Regions from separate parts of the Mus musculus genome. Here region 2 is linked to region 1. Evidence: chromatin contacts called from public HiChIP or PLAC-seq data. All regions are on one chromosome and are shown on one strand. Each heading gives the region's core, a stretch centred on a gene start, on an enhancer-like site or on the middle of the called end of the contact. The rest is flanking DNA. Distances are from core to core; before and after follow the strand shown. Region 1 overlaps Rps6ka5 (ribosomal protein S6 kinase, polypeptide 5). Region 2 holds the start of Dglucy (D-glutamate cyclase).

The links. HiChIP or PLAC-seq counts read pairs in DNA pulled down with a chosen protein or histone mark.
Region 2: a contact with region 1 is called in a CTCF HiChIP or PLAC-seq map of CD8 T cells, with 7 read pairs. The contact joins the promoter of Dglucy here to the enhancer-like site in region 1. A contact is called at or near these places in 2 of 39 promoter capture datasets (both in the C10 cell line), 1 of 15 datasets of contacts at CTCF or cohesin (CD8 T cells), 2 of 115 datasets of contacts at active chromatin or transcription factors (CD8 T cells and heart atrium) and 3 of 9 other capture datasets (adipose tissue, liver and pancreatic islet).

The regions. Positions count from the first base shown.
Region 1 is chr12:100,680,516-100,683,255 of GRCm38.p6, forward strand. The region is part of intron 1 of Rps6ka5 (ribosomal protein S6 kinase, polypeptide 5); the gene reads right to left. Among named protein-coding and RNA genes, the nearest start is that of Rps6ka5, 43 kb to the right of the region's middle. Within about 2 kb of position 1,401, at least 42 of the 459 cell types and tissues checked have an H3K27ac peak or open chromatin away from gene starts, as enhancers often do. A contact at or near this core is called in CD8 T cells, where this site is marked.
Region 2 is chr12:100,777,715-100,780,414 of GRCm38.p6, forward strand. Dglucy (D-glutamate cyclase) reads left to right here and starts at 1,343. Exons shown (of 13, transcript NM_145448.5): 1 at 1,343-1,596. It overlaps Gm40558 (a long non-coding RNA gene), which reads left to right. Exons shown (of 3, transcript XR_872933.1): 3 at 1-31.

The DNA of each region.
Region 1 (2,740 bases), core at 151-2,650:
AATTTCAATATTTTGTCAAAGTTTAACTAGATTCATATTTTAAATTAAGTTTTAAATTATTTTAATTTAAAAATTTTAAAGGGAGCAGTAAGTCTTAAGCAGATCAATGGGTCCACCCAGCTCACCATGACTAAGGTTTCTGTTTGGGGTATGCAGTGTTCTGAATAAAAAAAGGCCCCCATAGGGTCATATATTTGCATGGTTCGCCCCCAGCTGATGAACTGTTTGGAAAGGATTAGGAAGCATGACTTTGCTGGGAAAAGTACTGGAGAGAGCTGCCTCCATGGGCTGTGAGCTTCCAAAGCCCACAGCAGGCCTAGTGTCTGCAGCCCACTGCCACGCCTGCTGCCTGTGGATCGGGATGTAAAGCTCGCTCCACTGCTCCAGCACCACGTCTGCCAGGATGATGGACTCAGCCAGTTAAATGCTTTCTCTGACAAGAGCTGCCTTGGTCATGGTGGCTCTTCTGAGCAATAGAACAGTAACTAAGACAGGGAAAGGATTTTTTTAAGAAGCAAACAGTAATATTGTATTACACTCACATAGATTCTGAAACAAACACATAATCAAACATGTGAGTCTCAACAGTTCTCACTTCTATGCTATTGTTTTGTCAGTACAATTAAAGCCTTTGAACATGAAGTGCTAAAAATAAACTGTATTTTTTTCTTAATTAAATTGTTAGCCTCAAGAACAAGATCTCAAACTTCCAAATAAAAATACTAACACTATTAGAATAAGACTTAAAATATTTACAGATATTATTTCACCATAGAGGTGAAATAAACATTACCAACTCATGACTGTTTTCTACATTTGTGAGCAGTCACAGGCTTAATAAGTCCCAATCATGTTGCTCAGAAGATGAGCTTCAGGCCTGGGGCCAAGGCACCAGAGCCAACACGGCTGGAGCAGTTACAACTGTCACTGTCCTTGTCCCCACCACAAAGGTGATGGCACTTTATTGTGGTTGTGGTTGTAAGAGGACAGCAATCTTTGTTCCTTCTCCTATTCAGAGTATTCCTCCAGCACACTCCTTTCCTAGTTCTCCCCACAGCTAAGAGGGGTTAGTAAGCCTGTGTAAGTCCAAAATTCTGAAAGAAAACTAAAAATTACATTGTTCTCAATACATGAGTGGGGGAGGGGGGGCAGGTAGCAGGTAGAGTTCCTAGTAAAAAGATCAGCTGCTGACTAAGGCAGATACAGATACTTACACCCAACCAGTGGGCTGAAAAGGGCTGTGGTTGAATTAGGGGAAGGCTGGAAGAAGCTGGAAAGGAGGGCTACCCCATAGGAAGACCAGCAGTCTCAACTAACTCACACCCCTGAGATCTTCCAGACACTGAGCCACCAACCAGGCAGCACATACAAGCTGATCCGAGCCCCGTCTCCCTCACCCCTGCCCGGGCACATATACAAGAGAGGACTTCCTGCTCTGGCCTCGGGAGAAGATGCGCCTCACCCTCCAGAGACTTGAGGCCCCAGGAAATGGGGAGGCCTGGTGGGGGTGGGGTGGGGTGACACATCCTCGTGTAGACAGGTGGGAGCAGGAATGGGATAAGGAACTGTGGGAGGGCGGAGTAGAAGGGGGTAACTACTGGACTGTAAAAAAATAAAAATGATATAATAATAATCAATCATATGGGTCTTCATTTTTTCCATTTATTACTTACTGACTTATGTGTATGAGCTGTGGCATGTATGTGGCAAGCAGAGCATATCTTCTGGTAACCAGGTCTCTCTTTTTACCACGTGGGTCCCATGACCACTCAGGTTTCCAGTCACTGCAGCAAGCACCTTTACCTGTTAAACCACCTCACCTGCCCCATTTGAGGAGTTTTGACTCAAATTTCCAGCACGGCCTGACTTCTTAGGGAAGACAGACAGACGGCTCTCTCGTTCTTCTTCCTCAGTGTGTATGGCAGTTAACAAAGCAGATGTGGTTGTCCTGATGCTATGTTTTGACCAGTTTGTTTGTTTGTTTATTTGTTTGTTTGACAAGAGGATAACATGATGGATATGTTCACAATATACTACATACATCTATAAAATTGTCAACATTTAAATAAAAAATAATTTCTAAAAAGAGACAGGAAAGAATATGTTTCTTTTCTTGCTCTGTTTTCTCCCACATGAGAAATCAGTCACCAGAGACTACAGCTGAAAATGTCTGATCCTGGGCATTTCAGCCTCCAGAAGGGAGTCATGGCTATTTATTGAATTTGTTGTTGTTATTGTTTGGGAACATATTTTTGGTTTTAGAGAAGGTCACTTTAGATAAACTCACTTTGCTGTTCAGGTGGGCCTATAATTCAGGCTAGCTTCACATCAGCAGCAATTCTACTTGGCCTCTCAGGTACAGTGAGTATGAGTGTGAGCCCCATTCCCAACTTATATGTCAATGGTATTTTTATTATGAAAGTCTGAATAAGATAACTGGAGTTCCTCTCCCTTCTAACATTATAAACCACATGCCTAGATGTGCTGGTCCTGAGATCATGACTAGACAGAGCCAGTCGGGAAGGAAAATTCATATAATAGTTCTATGCTGACATAATGGAAGTATGCACAATTACTGCTAAGGTGGCTAAGTACTCGGATTCTCAGAAGCAACTGCTGCTTGCTGTACATGGACAGGTCCCTGTGGCTCCTGAGGGCTAGAAGAGCAGCCTGGTAGACCAGAGTTTGGGCATTTCTGGTTAGAACAGAAAAATGACACCAAACCAGAACCTGAGCCTAA
Region 2 (2,700 bases), core at 93-2,592, 97 kb after region 1:
CCTGGGCTTTAACACCCTCATCCTAGCTGCTTGGAAGCCAGTCTTCTCCTAGAAGCCTTCGGACGAAGATGTAGAACTCTCAGCTCCTCCTGTACCATGCCTGCCTGGATGGTTCTATACTCCTGCCTTAATGATAATGACTGAACCTGTAAGCCAGCCTCAATTAAATGTTGTCCTTTATTAGAGCTGCCTTGGTCATGGTATCTGTTCACAGTAAAACCCTAACTAAGACATTCTCCTTATTTCACTCAGCACAATGTCTTTGTCTCCATTTATTCAGGTTGCTATGACAAAATACCACAAGCTGGATGGCTTGTAGAGAGCAGAAATTTATTTCTCACAAGTCAAGACTGGGAAGGCTAAGTAAGATCAAGGTGCCAGTGGATTCAAGTATCCTGTGGAAGTCTGGGTTTTTGGTTTTGGTGGTGGTCGTGGGGTGCAGATGGTGTCTTCTCTCTGTCTTATAACAAAGGGCAAGGCACACCCATCCCAATTCCTCCAGGAGGGGGAGAAGTTAACCAACTGGAGAAAAAGAATTAGAAAAGTGACCCAAGAAGAGACATGCCAAGGCTGGCACCAAAAGGACCTGCACTGTGCTTACGTGTGTGGTTTGTGCTGGGGTTGGGGTATGAGGCTCGGGAGCGGTAGGGAAGGTGAAACCACAGAGACTGGCTGGCACCATCTGCTTTAGAACCTTGTGTGGTTGGGATTAAGGCTGGCTCTGAAGGGAAGTCCTGAAAGCTTTGAGGCAAGAGAAAGCAGAACCTGCTCTTCCTCAGAGGAAGCATTCAGACCAAGGGAGGAAAAACCCCCACAGGCCTGCCCGTGTCTTTCAAGCATAGTCTGAGTGCTAGAGACTGGCCTAGTGTTGCGTTCCTATTATCTCAGATGAGTCCAGGGAACATTGAATGCTGGAGAGCAACTTACCCTGCCTAACCCAGCACAGCCCCAGGGCTAGCAGCCATTGATCTGCAAGAGCCTGACTCTCGCTCGGGTCAACACCTGCATTTTCGCCTGTACCTCAAATGACCCAGTGCAGTCTGACATTTGGACAGCACAGACAGCAATCCCAGTCTGGCTTCACACGGGAATTACCAGGGTAGTTGTGAAACTCCTCAGGGCTTACGTGAGTTCCTAGGTCTGTGACATTAGAATTTTTGGGACTTCCACCCTGCTGCAGCAGGTTTTCCAATCATCATGGCCATGCCTTTGTGTCATGCTTCCTTGCTGCCCGGGGAAAGCAAGAAACTCCCGCAAAGGGAAGTAACCTTAGAGGGCTCTGTGACTTTAAGAACCAGGACTGGCATCCTGCCATGGAAGTCTCCACCCCAGTACAGGCCTTGAGAGCATTGGCTGCAGGGTAGCAGAGCTGTAGCAGCCAGTGGTGCCTGGGGCTGTGCCCAGGCATGTAGATCAGAGACTGAGCCGGGCAGAGCAAGCTGGTGGCAGTGGCGGTGGCGACAGGCAGCCCCAGAAGCCCCTGTGAGCTGAAGAAAGAGAGCTTTATGCCTTTCAGAAGGAAGCTCGCTCTGCAAGGCTGAGGAAACAAAAGGAAGAATTGTGTGTGGACTCTAGTCCAGACATCTCAAACCAACAGTAAGTCAGCAGGGAACGTGAACGCGGCATAGTTCTCTGCCCTAGGCAACATCCACACACCCCACCCTACCCTATCCCAGCCCAAGCGTTTGAGGAAACTGCTCCAGGGGGCTATAAGCCAAAATCAGTTAACAGGCTTTCTGCTAGAAGCCACCAGGGCCTCCCCTTGAAAGTCAAATCTCTGCATATGACACTGGGGACCATGAGTTGTGGAATTGCTTCTCTACCCTCCTGGGATGGCCTTTCAGGACACCTTCCAGACCTTGAGAACCCCAAGATCATGAGAAAGCAAAGAAGGGGAAATTGAAATCATAGGCTTTGAGTGGCTGCCAACTTTGGGCCACAACCTGCTAGGGAGGAGGAAATGAAGCTAGTGGCAGAGACTTCAGGGCTGGCATGAGGGGAGGACAGACCAAGCCAATGCAGGCCTAGGGGTGTTGGCCAGATAACCACAGGGCTCGAGGTGCCTCTCTCTGCTTTTGAGGGATGATTGCTGAAGGTGAGGCAAACTCACATTGAGAGCTTGCTTCAGTCCCCACTGCGGGAGCCAAGGCTCTCTTGTCATAGGTGGCTGGGGGAACAAACCCTCTGACCTGTGCAGAAGGCAGAGCCCTGTGACTCTGGGAAGTCTCTTCCTATCTGTGTGATTAACCTAGGGGTTCGTTAACAGCCATCTTCCTGACTTCATGAACATGTATGTGTGCTAGGGAGGGCAGGAGGCAGCATGTTGGCACTGATTGGTCCAGAAGGAGCGAGCGTTGTTCCTTCAAAGTAGCTAAACACTGTCAAAGGAGGGGGAAATAAAGCCAGGAGCAAGAAGCAGAAGGAAAGCAGCATCCACTAAACAGATGGGGGAAACTGAGGCAGAAAGACAAGGCAGGATAGAACCAGCTGAAAGCTAGACTGGGCTTGCACACATTCCGATAAAGAATTTTTGTGTTAGCTTCCCATTCATATAACAAGACCCTTGACATGAGCAGCAACGTTAAGGAGGAAAAGTTTATTTGGGCTTATGATGTCAAAGGTTCCATCCATCCAGTCCATAGCCCTTTGACCTGGCCGTTTCCAGGATCTTTCAACATGGCTGAAGCAGGTGGGAGAGGG